Regions from separate parts of the Zea mays genome. Here all the other regions are linked to region 3. The links are chromatin contacts, called in public Hi-C maps. All regions are on one chromosome and are shown on one strand. Each heading gives the region's core, a stretch centred on a gene start, on an enhancer-like site or on the middle of the called end of the contact. The rest is flanking DNA. Distances are from core to core; before and after follow the strand shown.

Region 1 (3,120 bases), core at 362-2,861, 480 kb after region 3:
CCTTCATTATTCACAAGGAGATTAGCACCCTTGATATCACGATGAACCACATGTCGTGAATGGCAATGCTCCAGTCCTGACAGTAACTGGTTCATGTAGCACTTGAGCTGCAGTCGGTGACAATCAGAGGAAAAGGTCAGGCCGACACTGCATAACTTCAAAATTCAACTGAAGGCAACAAAATGTAGTTGAACAAACCTGTGCTTCAGTGAATTTGATGTCCGGGGAGGAGCAAAGTCCTGCAAGATCATGCTCCATGTATTCAAATACTAGATAAAGGCTGCACGATAACCGGGAAGTAATCAAGCCTTCCAGTTTCATGACATTTGGATGATCAAGTCTTCTCAATATTTGTATCTCCCTTGCCATGAATCTAACACTCTCTGGCTCAAAATTGTCGAACCGAACCTTCTTCAAGGCAACGATCTTTCCAGTCTCAAGGTCTCTTGCCCTGAATACACTGCTGTATGTGCCTTGCCCAACCTACAGATAGAGTGCAACAAAGAAACAAGTCTGGGTCATGCAGCAAACTTATGTGCAGTAATGCACGTGTTTCATTACACATGTTGCAGACATAAAACTAGCACAATAGTAAGACTACTTTGCCTCCCACTTAGTATCTACTTTTCCTATTGAAATATGATGACAGACAAGAAGCGGTAGGAGGTAAAACTCCCTAACAGGTACAGCAGATCATACCAACAATGGAGACGGCTAAAACATGTGATGCCTCATAGAAGAAAACACTAGATCACCCAAGTCACCTCCTTTTCACCGCATTTACTTTCACAACAATTGCCTGCTATGCTAATGGTAGTTTATTCTTCATGTCATAATCCATCACCCAACCAATCTATCACCCAACAGAGTACTACTAGTTTACTACTAAGAAACACATGACAAAGGACACCAGAAAGATACCAACCAGTTAGACCAAATTACAGTCCCAACAACTATCATCCTTCTAAAATTCCACATGCAAGCAAAAAAAAAATGTCATGGAAAATGACCCACGAGCTATTGAATTGAATCAGTCACGAAATTTCAACCGAAATGAATCACCTAGCAAACCGAAAGCTCCACAGTACCTTCTCCAGCTTCTCGAAGGAGTCGGCCTTGAGCGGGATCCACCCCTGGATGGCCTCCCCGGCGACGGCGCTGAGCCACGGCGGCCACCCGGCAGCCACCTGCTCACCCTCAAGGCTCTTCCGCAGGCTCCGCAGGCGGAAGCTCCGGGACGACGCCGCCACGGCTACGACGGCCTTCCCTGGCTCCTCCGCGTCGTCCTTGACCTTCTCCGACCTCCTCGCCGCGGACGACGAGCTACGCAGGGAAGGCACGGGCACGGGCAACGGCACAGGAGCAGCAGACTCCTGAGCGCGCGGATGGCTCCGATCCCTGAGCCCGCCGGACGAGTCGGCCGCCGGCGTCACCGAGACGGTGTTCTTGGACGCGACGCAGCCCATGGCGGCGGCGCGCTACCAGCACTGCCAATCGCCACCAACCATACGCCGAGGTCGCGCACGGACGGACACGGGCCAAGATCAGCGCGTGATCTTCTTCAAGAATCGTCTCCCCTGTCCGCTCCCAAACCCCCCTCCCTCACGCCAGCATTGGGCTGAGACTGAGAGCCGGCTGCCGCGGTGTAAATAAAGAATGAAGATCGGAAAGCTTGACCCCTTCCGCCCGCCAACCACAGGCGTCACGGGTCGAACACGGCACTAGTAGTCAAGAACACGACGGGATTGACCTGGAAGACTAGTTAATGATTCCATCAAGACGCGACGCGACGCGACGCGAGCCATCACCAAAACAAAGCAGTGCGCGACTCTGTTGACGCAGCTCCACTGACCGCGCGCTCCCGTCGACGGACCACGACGGCGACGCTTCCGCAAGGCGTGGTCGGGCGGGGCGGGGCGGAGACGCAGGGGTTATCGAGCGGACGCGCGGAGAAGGCACGGCGTTTCCGCGACCGCAGAGCAGACGCTGCGCGGGGGCAGATCACGAAACCGCCAGAACAAGAATGACGGCGCGGCAGCCAAGAACGGCGAAACCCGCCCTGCCGCGCCGCCGGGACTGAAAAGGTTAGGCACCGATATTGGCCGGAGAAGCGGCAGCAGCAGCAGCAACTGTGGAGCTCGACGGGACAGGGGGGAGGGGCGTGGGGTGAGCTCGTAGTCGCAGTTCCGTCGCAGGTGGGGTGGGGACGGGGGAATCGAGCGCGGGGCTTAAAAGGTCCACGCCGCGGGCCGCGGGCGTGCCTTTGCGGTTTGCGCCTTTGATGAGCGCGAGTGCCTTTTGCGCAGCGCAGGGGAGGGCCACCACGCCGGAGGGGGCTCGGCGAGCCGAAAAGGTTGGTCCCTAGGATTTTCCAGCCATTCCGGTGCAGTGCAACTGTGCAACCAACAAGGAGACAGCCAAACTGACGTTGCACTGAACCCGCGTACCTCCAGGTGGTACTGTGATACAGCTGCGCGCGCGTTCAGTGTGGAAAGACCGCGCAACGCTTTGTCCCAAGTGGCTGTGCCACTGCCACCCACGCGGGCACGCGGCGGCGACAAGACAATGCCTCGCCGGCGGCAATTCCTCGATTGGAATCCGAGACTTGAGTTGCCATAGTTCCAACTGTTCATATTGGCATATCGCCAAATTCCCCAACTGCCCCCGTCCAAAAGAAGTACTACTACTATACTAGCGCACTGAAGAGCAAATTCGACACCCCCACAACCACAATCCAGTACGCCCATCAGCTTGGTCAACGCAACGAGATCTCGGTCCTTCTCGGCCAGAACACCGCATGCGTCAACTAGTTAGGTTAGGTTAGGTCGGGAACTACTACGGGGGCGTTTGGTTCGCTTCTCAGGGGAGCCTGGCTTGCACTAGCTCAGCCAGGCTACAACTGGCCTGACTGAGTGTATACGGTAGAGTGTGTTTGGTTGTCTGCATACGTTTAGTCTGGTTCACGAGAGATGCTGTTTGGTTGGTTGTATGAATACTTGTTGCTTGAGTTAAAAAATTATTAAATAAATAAAAAATGTATTAATAGACACTAATTATATGTTAATAGACACTAATTATATGTTAATCTTAATTATGTTTTTTTTGAAATATATATAGCAT
Region 2 (3,217 bases), core at 33-2,532, 270 kb before region 3:
CAAATCAATTTTAAAGAGGCAGGAGCCCGGTGTGAGTACGTGCGGCAGCAACAGCCGCGTTGGTTGGCGTTGCGTTGGTGTTGTTTCCCTTCTTCTCGTCATTGGTCAAGCGCGGTGTACTTTCTTCACCTCGCTGTAGAGTGACGCGAGCAAAAGGCTCACTCGCTTAGTCGCTTTTTGCTCTCGCTCTCCATGGCTCCTCCACCCATCCATGGTTGGTGCCTTGGTGGTCGCCGTGGCCCGTGGTCGTTTCAGACGTTCTCCCCGTGCAGGAGGCTGGATCCCTTTTGGGTAGAGGCGAGCGGAACTGTTCTCGAGCAAAAAAGACCCCAATGGTTGCGTGAACTTTTGGCCCTGTGTTCTCGGTCATTGGTTAGTAATTTGGAATCGGAACACCGAACACGCGTAGGATCTTGGGCTAAGTGGGATTTTCAGACGACCGCGAGTCCGCGAATGCTTCTGCTGCCAGTTGGTAGTTTCGTATTCTATGGCCTACTGGTCTACTGGGCACGTACAGTAGAGAGCAAGTACAGTAATATATCAGAATCGCATTTCCCTCGTGGCACTTTGTGCCCCCACAAGCCTGACACTTTACGGCAATTTGTACAGCACAAAAAAGATATTAGTTCCCCTTAGTAAAGAAAAAAAAACAGTTTTAACTCCAACTCCAAGCAGCGATTTGGTGCTACAGGAGGAGTAGCCAACTACACAATGTTGAGTCAGTTAGCTAACACTGTAGTCTCCCTGCATCTCAGGTAATCTATCGGCTTGGAATGCCAATGCTTTGCCAAATCCAGACCAGAGCTTCAACAACGCTCCATGCTGGCTTGTAAAGGATAGGTTGGATTCCTCAGGCGAGTCACTCACTGCTATGCGGGCCCGTAAGGGTAAGGCCGTAACGCCATGTAAGCCAGTAGCCAGCTGCCAGCCCACCACCCGAGACAGCCCAGCGTGGTGCACGCCAACGTGGACCTGTCCCGACCCGCAAGCGCCCTGCCGCCCTCACGTGCACCCCTCGCCCGTACGCACGCGCGCGGACGGGGTCCATCTCACGTGTCACGTCGGGCGGTCTGGTCCCCTGCCGAGGCACGATCCAACGGCGGGCGCGGGGCGCCCCACGCTGTGTCTCACAATTGGACTCGTCACGAGGCGGACAAGCACCGGTCGATATGGATCTGACGGCAGCAGTTGCCGGTAGAGGATGAAGCCGACAAAAAAGTTAAAGGGTGGATTAGTTAACGCGAGAGGGTTAACCCCGCCCGACCCATCCCTATTTCATTCGCTGGTCGCGTCGCCACCGCTCGCTCGCCCGCCTCCCCATCCAATTCCAAACGCAAAGAACCGAATTCCATTCCCCACTCGGGCTCCTCTGCCGTCCTCCTCCTCGCCTCGCCTTCCGGCATTTGCTCCAGCTCTTAGACCAGCCGCGCAATACGAGGCTGCCGAAGGGGATGGAGTCGGACGCGTCCACCTCGCCGCGGCGGCGCAGCACGAGCTGCTACAGCGACAGCGGGGACTCCTCCTGCTCCGAGCCCTTCAGCGAGTGCGGCAGCGACGACCTCTCCTTCACGCCCGCCGCGGGCATCCACCGCCTACTGCTCTCCTGCGCGTCCGAGGCGTCGGAGGACGCCATCTCCTCGCTCGTGGCGGAGCTGGAGCGCCCGTCGCCGTCGCTGGACTCGCTCCGCCGCGCGGCGATGGAGCTCCGGCTGCTGGCCAAGCACAACCCGGACAACCGGGTCCGCATCGCGGCGGCGGGCGGCGTCCGGCCGCTCGTCAGGCTGCTGGCGCACGCGGACCCGCTGCTGCAGGAGCACGGCGTCACGGCGCTGCTCAACCTCTCCCTCTGCGACGAGAACAAGGCGGCCATCATCGAGGCGGGGGCGATACGGCCGCTGGTGCGCGCGCTCAAGTCCGCCGCGTCGCCCGCCGCGCGGGAGAACGCGGCGTGCGCGCTGCTCCGGCTGTCCCAGCTCGACGGCGCCTCCGCGGCGGCCATCGGCCGCGCGGGCGCCCTCCCGCTGCTGGTCTCCCTCCTCGAGACCGGCGGCGCGCGGGGGAAGAAGGACGCCGCCACGGCGCTGTACGCGCTCTGCAGCGGCGCGCGCGAGAACCGGCAGCGCGCCGTGGAGGCCGGGGCCGTGCGGCCCCTGCTGGACCTCATGGCCGACCCGGAGTCCGGCATGGTGGACAAGGCCGCGTACGTCCTCCACTCCCTCCTGGGCTCCGGGGACGGCCGAGCCGCCGCCGTGGAGGAAGGCGGCATCCCCGTCCTGGTCGAGATGGTGGAGGTCGGCACCTCGCGGCAGAAGGAGATCGCCACGCTCTGCCTCCTGCAGATCTGCGAGGACAACGCCGTCTACCGCACCATGGTCGCTCGCGAGGGCGCCATCCCGCCCCTCGTCGCCCTCTCCCAGTCCTCCTCCGCCCGCACCAAGCTCAAAACCAAGGTACACACACACACACGCCACGTCTCGCATTATTCCCCGCATTCAACAGAAATATCCAATCAATTCGCCCGTCTCAGCTTAACTCGCAAACTAATGCGCTTCCGTTTTTTCCCCCGATTGCGCAGGCGGAGTCGCTGGTCGAGATGCTGCGGCAGCCGCGGAGCCCGAGCCTCCGCGCGCGACCAGCGGCGGTGGTTGCGGCGGAGTGACGGCCTCCTTCCCAATCATCCCCCCCACTTGTCTTCTTCGGCGAGACGAGCCGGCGCCGGTCGTCCGGCCGGCCGGCGTGCGCGTGTAAATACCAAGCACAGCGTGTTTGCGTCCGCCAGCGAGTGTACAGTTTCCTCAAGCGAGATGTCGTCCGGACGATCGAAGAAGTATCTAGTCTCCTTGTAATTTCTTCCACCCAAACCTTCCGTTTGCTCCCCTTCCGCCTCCACTTTCCACCCACTTTGGGTGTGTGTGTGTCTGCAGCGAAACTTCGAAAAAAAAGCTTCGAATTCGCGTGTGCCCGCGTGGGCTGGGCTCTGTGCTTCTGCTAGTCGCAGGCTCGCAGCAGTGTGTACGTGCGCGCGCTACGTCAGGAAATCAACTTGGTTTTCCGATCTTGTGGTGGAGACCAGCAAGAAAAAGGCTACGTATTCTCTATTCTGTTCTCGGGTTGGCTGGGGGGACCTGCAACTGCAATCGGGATTGGATGATTCCGCGGTTCCGCTGTGGTGGCTGCGGTTTATTACCCACCAGCCACGACCGTCGTCCATCGGCAC
Region 3 (3,070 bases), core at 189-2,688:
CGAACATGTCCTTATATAGTTCAACATTATTGCTCATAGCATCGACACATGTTACCTTGAAGCTAAATCACGGTGCCAAGATATGATTAAAACATAAAATACAACTTTAGAATGTCTAACTATGTTTTTTAAATGTAAAAAAAATTAAAAAATTGTGAGACTTTTGCTGAGACATAGGGAACAGGGCACGGATGCCGGTCCGCGATAACTGACAAGGGAGGGCAGGGCGTGGGCGTAGCATGCCGTAGTGACTACTGACTAGTGACTAGTGAGGCCCAAACGGAAAGCGAAGATGCCCTTGTCAACTTGCTCTGCTGCATAATAAAGAAAACAAAAACGTCAACACGTATGCGAACACTCATGGCCTCATCCTTATGAATAAGCAAACATTCTTGTTCTAGGGTGACTGCGTCCACTTGAGCCTATCTGCAGTTAATCCAGACTATACGGTTCAGGTCTGCTATGAAATTTGATTCGAGTTACCAAACAAGCATACCCTCACATCGGGCTCATAAAGGTGGAAAACACCAATGCAGGAGATACGGTGATTGGACGGAAATTAGGTACAGTCTGTTTCTAGCTCTCCAGTGTACGTATTCTTTCAGGTTAAAAACAAAATATCCGTTTCGAGTGTAACAAAATAGGTACTATGGCCTATTTGGTATGGTTTCAGAGCAAAACTCCAAGAAAGAGCTAGCTAAAGCATGCAAAACATCTTAACTCTAGAGTTATAAACTCTATGAAGTTTTTGGGGCTGTAATACAATTTTTTGGAGTACCTTTTTTGCTGCTCCAAAAACTCTAAAAAAACAACCTAGTCATATAGTTTGGAGTTATTTCGCCACTACTAAGAAACAATCTAAACTCTGGAGCAAAACTACTCTACCCATAGTTTTAGAGTAGAACTGTTCTAGGGTAGAGCAGAATCATGCCAAACACGTCCTATATATAGATCGAAAAGGTGGAGTTGCGTAACGTTTTTTTCCCAACCTTTTAAAAGTTCGTTCAGTTTCTGCTTCGCGTAGCCTCGTGCCAGGGAAGCGAGGAACGGTGGTCGGAAAGGCGAAGCACTCGATCGCTCACTACCGCCCACCAGTCGGCGTACGTACCCTAAACCCTCATAGGCGCGGAAAGCAGTGACGGGGCGAGCGCGCGGCGCACCGGCAACCACCCGAGGCGCCCGCCCGATCCCCATCCGGCGGTGCGCGATCGCCCCCGACCGTACGCGGAGACACGGAGCCGCACCTGCGCCCCAGGAGCCCGGAGCTGAGACGTAAGCCGTCCTCACGACCTCACCACCACGCCTAACCGGACCCGACCCCGACCCCGTGGTTAGCTCGTGGTCACCCACCCGAGAAGGGAAGACCCCAGCCCTTGTTTGCGCTGCGCAGTGCTTTATATATACCCGGGGCTCCACTACTCCAGTGCTGGCTGGCGTTGTATGAGCGTGGGTGGTGGCGCCGCCGGCCGGGGATGAGCTGCAACGGGTGCCGCATGCTGCGCAAGGGGTGTAGCGACGCGTGCGTGCTGCGGCCGAGCCTGCAGTGGATCGACGGCGGCGCCGAGGCCCAGGGCCACGCCACCGCCTTCGTCGCCAAGTTCTTCGGCCGCGCCGGCCTCATGTCCTTGCTCACCGCCGTCCCCGAGCCGCAGCGCCCAGGTAATCCTCTCGACTCAGCGGTAATAAATCCAGGTGCTGCATGGTTCGCGGGTGTCCGTACGGTCGAGTGTTTACCCACCCACCCCACGGCCCACGGCCACGCATCACGTGTGATCGAGATCCTTGACTGACGAGAGTGATGTGCTCGCTCGCTCGCTCGTACGTGCGGTGCGACGACGATGCAGCGGTGTTCCAGTCGCTGCTGTACGAGGCGGCCGGGAGGACGATCGACCCGGTGAGCGGCGCCGTGGGGCTGCTCGGCGCGGGGAGCTGGCACCTGTGCCAGGCGGCGGTGGAGACGGTGCTGCGGGGCGGCGCCATCGCCCCGCTGCCCGAGTCCGACTCCGACGGGGCCCGCCGCGGCGCGTCCGCTGTGGCGGCGAGGCGGGCCGTGGGGTGCTCGACGTTCTCGACGGCGAAGCGCGCGCCGGCGAGCGTGGGGGCGCCGCCGGAGCCGTCGTGCGACCTCGGGCTGTGGCTCAGCCCCGGGTCACCCCCGGCGACCGGGGAGCGGCGCCGGCGGCGGCGGCCCGGCACGCCGTCCATGACCTCCGAGGAGTCCGTGACGACGATGAGCGGCGGCGGCGGAGGCGGAGGCGGAGGGAGGGAGCCCGAGCTGCTGAACCTTTTTGTCTGAGAATGGCCGACGGTTTGGCTAAAAGCCAGCGGCCGATCGTGCCGTGCGCCCCTCGGCGCGCGGTGTGGTGTGCTTGATCCCGGCGAGAAAAAAACGTTTGTTTGTCTAGGTAGCCGTCGTCTTGTCCTTCTTCCTTTTTGGGCCGCGCGTAGAAACCATGAGCGTGCCGGCGGCAGCAGCGCTCTCCCAGCCGCCGTCCGTTAGCTAGCTGTTTATTTCATTTCTTCCCAACTTTTTCTTGGCAGAAGCGACGCTCCGTCCGTCGCTGAATAAAATTGTAGACCAAGGGTAAAGCGAAGTGGCGCTGCATGCGTCGATCTTATCGTCATCACAGCGGGAGCGGCCGGGGCAGCTTATCCTGCTCCTCAACACAGAGCAGTATAGAAGCACTCCGTTTGTGGCAAGCATGTGCTGGCTGGATATACTGCTGTCCTGGGGCGCACAGCAGTAGCAGTCTCGCAGGCGGGGAACCAGTTTCTGGACGGTGCAACCCACACCCTCCTCTCTTCCGCGCTTCCCGTTCACCACCGGTGGTTCCACCGCCGCCAACGCACGCACGGCACGGGTCGCGATCGGCCAGTGCCGCGGCGAACGTCCCGTTGCTGGTGGTGCTCCCTCCCGTCGCTTTCCTCGCGATCGTTCTTGGGTTTCAGGCCGTCCGCTTCGCCGGGCCCAACATCGCAACGCGCGCTGGATCCCACCCACCACCCGTTTCTTTGTGGCTTTGTTGTGCTTTCGATACACACACTGAGGCTCGCAAGCGTTCCCCCTAAA
Region 4 (3,190 bases), core at 526-3,025, 320 kb after region 3:
GCGCTCGATTGGTTTGCAGCGCCGGTACAACCATGTAGCCAATGCTTAGAATGTATGTACGCGATGATTCAAGATGTAATGTCTGGTCGACTTCCGACGCGTTCACAGTTGATTCGGCACGGCGCCCTGCCTGCAGATGTTGAGATTTGAGAAGGCTACTACGTGTTTTTTCTCTTCTTCCTTTTGCATTGGATGGCTAAATAGTGCTAGAATTAAGTTATAAGTTGATTTTACTCGTTACTGTTATTACGTTATAATAAATGGCCTGATTCTTTTGGTAGATAGACTTATTTCATTTGGCTAAAAAAGTAGAGCACTATGGTTACAATTACAACTTACATCAGCGAAGAAGAAGAAGAAGTAGAAGTGGCATCACCTGGCCGAAGCTGAAGCGAGGTTTCCAGCACTGTGGGGCGGCAAGTTAGGATGGTTATTTTTGGATGGGCAAAGCCCACCCGGTGCGAGTCGGCCTTTCAGCCCAAAAGGAGTCGTGGCCCAATGCTTTAGAGCGGGTAGGGCACTGCGGGCTTGAAGAGTGACGGCCTGCTTTACAACTCACCACCTTTAAAGCCCACGAGGCTAATGGACCCGGTCAGCAACAATCTCCAACGTGGCTGTTGGTGGCTCCAGACTCCGGTGCTGCATGCATGATCAGTTGATCACGCATTTGGTGAATGACAGTTCTACCTCCAGCGGTCTCTTATTTCAAATTGAAATTCCACTTCATAAACAGAAAATATGCAAAACACGACCATATAAACTGGAAGGTACGCATGGGGGGAGACTGTGACAAAGCACATCGGAATAGAAATCATGGAACTTGCATTGGAACAGCACACCGCACCGGGTCGCTCGCAGAGCCGGTTCGCAGCCAGAGATGACATTTCGTCCACCCAAGATGATGGACGAAAGAACACATGGAATGGAACAAAAAACCATGCTCAGCAGCTGGCGACTACAGCTGCAGATATAATTGACAATATTTATAAAAAAATGTACCACTGTGTAAGTGTAACAAGATGAGGATGAGTAACCACACAGCTGCAGATATAATTGTGCCCTGGCACGACGAGCCTCGCAAACGGCCACGCCCTCTCGTCCGGATTGGGCCGCTGCCAGGGTACGATTACGAGTTAAAAGGAGACGCCGTATCCTGCATAGAGAAAAACATAATCATTATTTGCGCTTTGAGTGCGTCACCCACCCACTTGCTTCTCAGCAGAAAGCTTCTGTTCTTTACCTCCCAGAGTGTCTGCCTGTCCAATGTTAATGGCATGTAGGCTTTGGCTAGCAACAAGTGGCAACGGCACTTGCTTGCATTGCATGCATGTCACCTGAAATCCACTCACGTGGTGGTGCAGCTTGAGAGCTAGGCTTTTAGTGTTGAATAATGCCAAGCGTCCGTGCCTGAGCCTCAAGAGACAAAAAGAGAGCATGGGTGAGAGTTGCGATAAGTTCAAAGATGACTAGCAAAGCACCGATAGCGCATAGCACCTCTCTCTCTCAGTAAAGCATGCTACGCTATGGGTCAGCCAAACAGATCACCTGGAAAGAACTTGCTTCAGTCCACCTAAAACTTGATGTTTCTTCTGAATAAAGTCCACATGCAGTATAGAAGTCGTTTTGTTTTAAAACCAAACGTGAGCACTGAGCAGTATAGCTCCCCAAACGACAGGGCAGACACAGAATAGCGAAACTCTATCCAGTCGTCGTGGCCCTGCACGAGGTTGCAGGACTGTGCCTGATAGAAATGCGTAACGCTGCTATCTAGAGCAGGTGCGAACCTGATAGGGAATCAGCTGGACGTGAAACTGAAGTTTGTTGAAGCCTGTCACTTCGCATGACAAGTATATCATCTCGAAGAATAACAAGAACCACCATGTTTGCCACTACTGCAAAACTAGCATATCCGCCTGGTCCACTTCACCGAGGGCTTGCCCTTTTTTTCTGCTGGATTATTGCTGCCCGCAGACCCTTGCGATGCGCTTCTTTTTATAGCAACAGCAAAGCAGGGTGAGGAACGATAACCCAAACTTCAGAGACCACCCCCCCCCCCTCTTCTGCTACTTCCAAAGAGAGAGCAATGGATAGAGTACCTGATGGTGTGGAAGAGCACAAGTCAGCAGCAGACCAAGCTAACGAAGCTGGTCTAGCTGATGATAGTACCGCGGTACCATGGCTGAAGCTGGGTCTTGATGCGCCGAAAAGTGAAGAAGCCAAGCCCCCTCGAGAGGTGAAACCAGTGGCCACTCCACATAGGACTTTCTCCTGTAACTACTGCATGAGAAAGTTCTTCAGTTCGCAGGCCCTCGGTGGGCACCAGAATGCGCACAAGAGGGAGAGGTGTGCAGCAAGAAAGCCATACAGGTTTCAGATGATGACGGGCCTTAATCCTCCATCTGATTCCTTTCTCCAACCTTTGAGAGTGAACTCCCACTCCACGATCCTCAAGGATCATGGTGAAAGTGCTGCTGCTGCTGTTGTAGCAAGATTCGACGGAGGCCCAATGAGCAGCTGGATGCCTTTTGCAATTGAAGAACCTGGAGGGTTAGTATGGACAGGGAGCTTCACAGCAAGTTCAGAGGAGTCCAAGAAGCAAATAGAGCAAAAAAATATTGACTTGACCCTGCGCTTGTAGATTGTAATAAGCAGATAGGTCATTACATACAAGCATTTTCTGAGAAGTGTAATCTTTTCATAATTTCTGTTGGGTGAACAAGTATAAAATGCATGGTGAGGATGAAAAGTTTGAATCCGCCCTCACACTTGTGCATCAACTGAACTTTATTTTCTCTGCTGTCACTTGCAGCAGGCTATATGAATTTGGTTGTACTGGATCAAGTTAGTGTAAATTCAACCAATCTACAACTGCAAACCTACAACTGGCTAAAATTTAGGCCCTGTTTGGCACAGCTCAACTTCACTAGCAAAGTTGTTTTTGTGTGTGTGGGGTGGTGGTGGTGGGGGGGGGGGGGGGGGGGGGCTCACCTTCATGAGCAACTTTCTCGATGAAGATAAAACTGTTTTAGTGAACCGTTTGGCAAAACCTTAGTAACCAAGTTCCCGGATCTCGATGGGATCGACGGACAGGAACATGGGACGCAGTATGCTACTAAAATAAGGTTTTAGCATTATGGGAATGAGATTGTTCCCATATTTCCAGGATGGACGAACGTTCCCGGAACGAGGA

Evidence for each region. Hi-C and Micro-C count contacts between places; a contact is called where the count stands out from the background.
Region 1: a Hi-C map of bundle sheath shows a contact between it and region 3, with 2.9 times the contacts expected there. The contact joins the promoter of LOC100191951 here to the promoter of LOC100285965 in region 3. A contact is called at or near these places in 2 of 25 Hi-C or Micro-C datasets (bundle sheath and endosperm).
Region 2: a contact with region 3 is called in a Hi-C map of tassel, with 2.6 times the contacts expected there. The contact joins the promoter of LOC100281873 here to the promoter of LOC100285965 in region 3. A contact is called at or near these places in 3 of 25 Hi-C or Micro-C datasets (bundle sheath, ear and tassel).
Region 4: a Hi-C map of leaf mesophyll shows a contact between it and region 3, with 3 times the contacts expected there. The contact joins the promoter of LOC103647803 here to the promoter of LOC100285965 in region 3. A contact is called at or near these places in 6 of 25 Hi-C or Micro-C datasets (bundle sheath, ear, endosperm and 3 more).

The regions. Positions count from the first base shown.
Region 1 is chr2:216,098,934-216,102,053 of Zm-B73-REFERENCE-NAM-5.0, forward strand. It overlaps LOC100191951 (putative protein kinase superfamily protein), which reads right to left and starts at 1,612. Exons shown (of 9, transcript NM_001137375.1): 1 at 1,089-1,612; 2 at 199-483; 3 at 1-107. The coding sequence starts at 1,466.
Region 2 is chr2:215,351,307-215,354,523 of Zm-B73-REFERENCE-NAM-5.0, forward strand. It overlaps LOC100281873 (exodeoxyribonuclease V), which reads left to right and starts at 1,283. Exons shown (of 2, transcript NM_001154793.2): 1 at 1,283-2,450; 2 at 2,576-3,077. The coding sequence starts at 1,452. The coding sequence ends at 2,659.
Region 3 is chr2:215,622,339-215,625,408 of Zm-B73-REFERENCE-NAM-5.0, forward strand. It overlaps LOC100285965, which reads left to right and starts at 1,439. Exons shown (of 2, transcript NM_001372348.1): 1 at 1,439-1,659; 2 at 1,845-2,513. The coding sequence starts at 1,473. The coding sequence ends at 2,296.
Region 4 is chr2:215,943,675-215,946,864 of Zm-B73-REFERENCE-NAM-5.0, forward strand. LOC103647803 (zinc finger protein 7) reads left to right here and starts at 1,776. Exons shown (of 1, transcript XM_008672311.4): 1 at 1,776-2,837. The coding sequence starts at 2,084. The coding sequence ends at 2,638.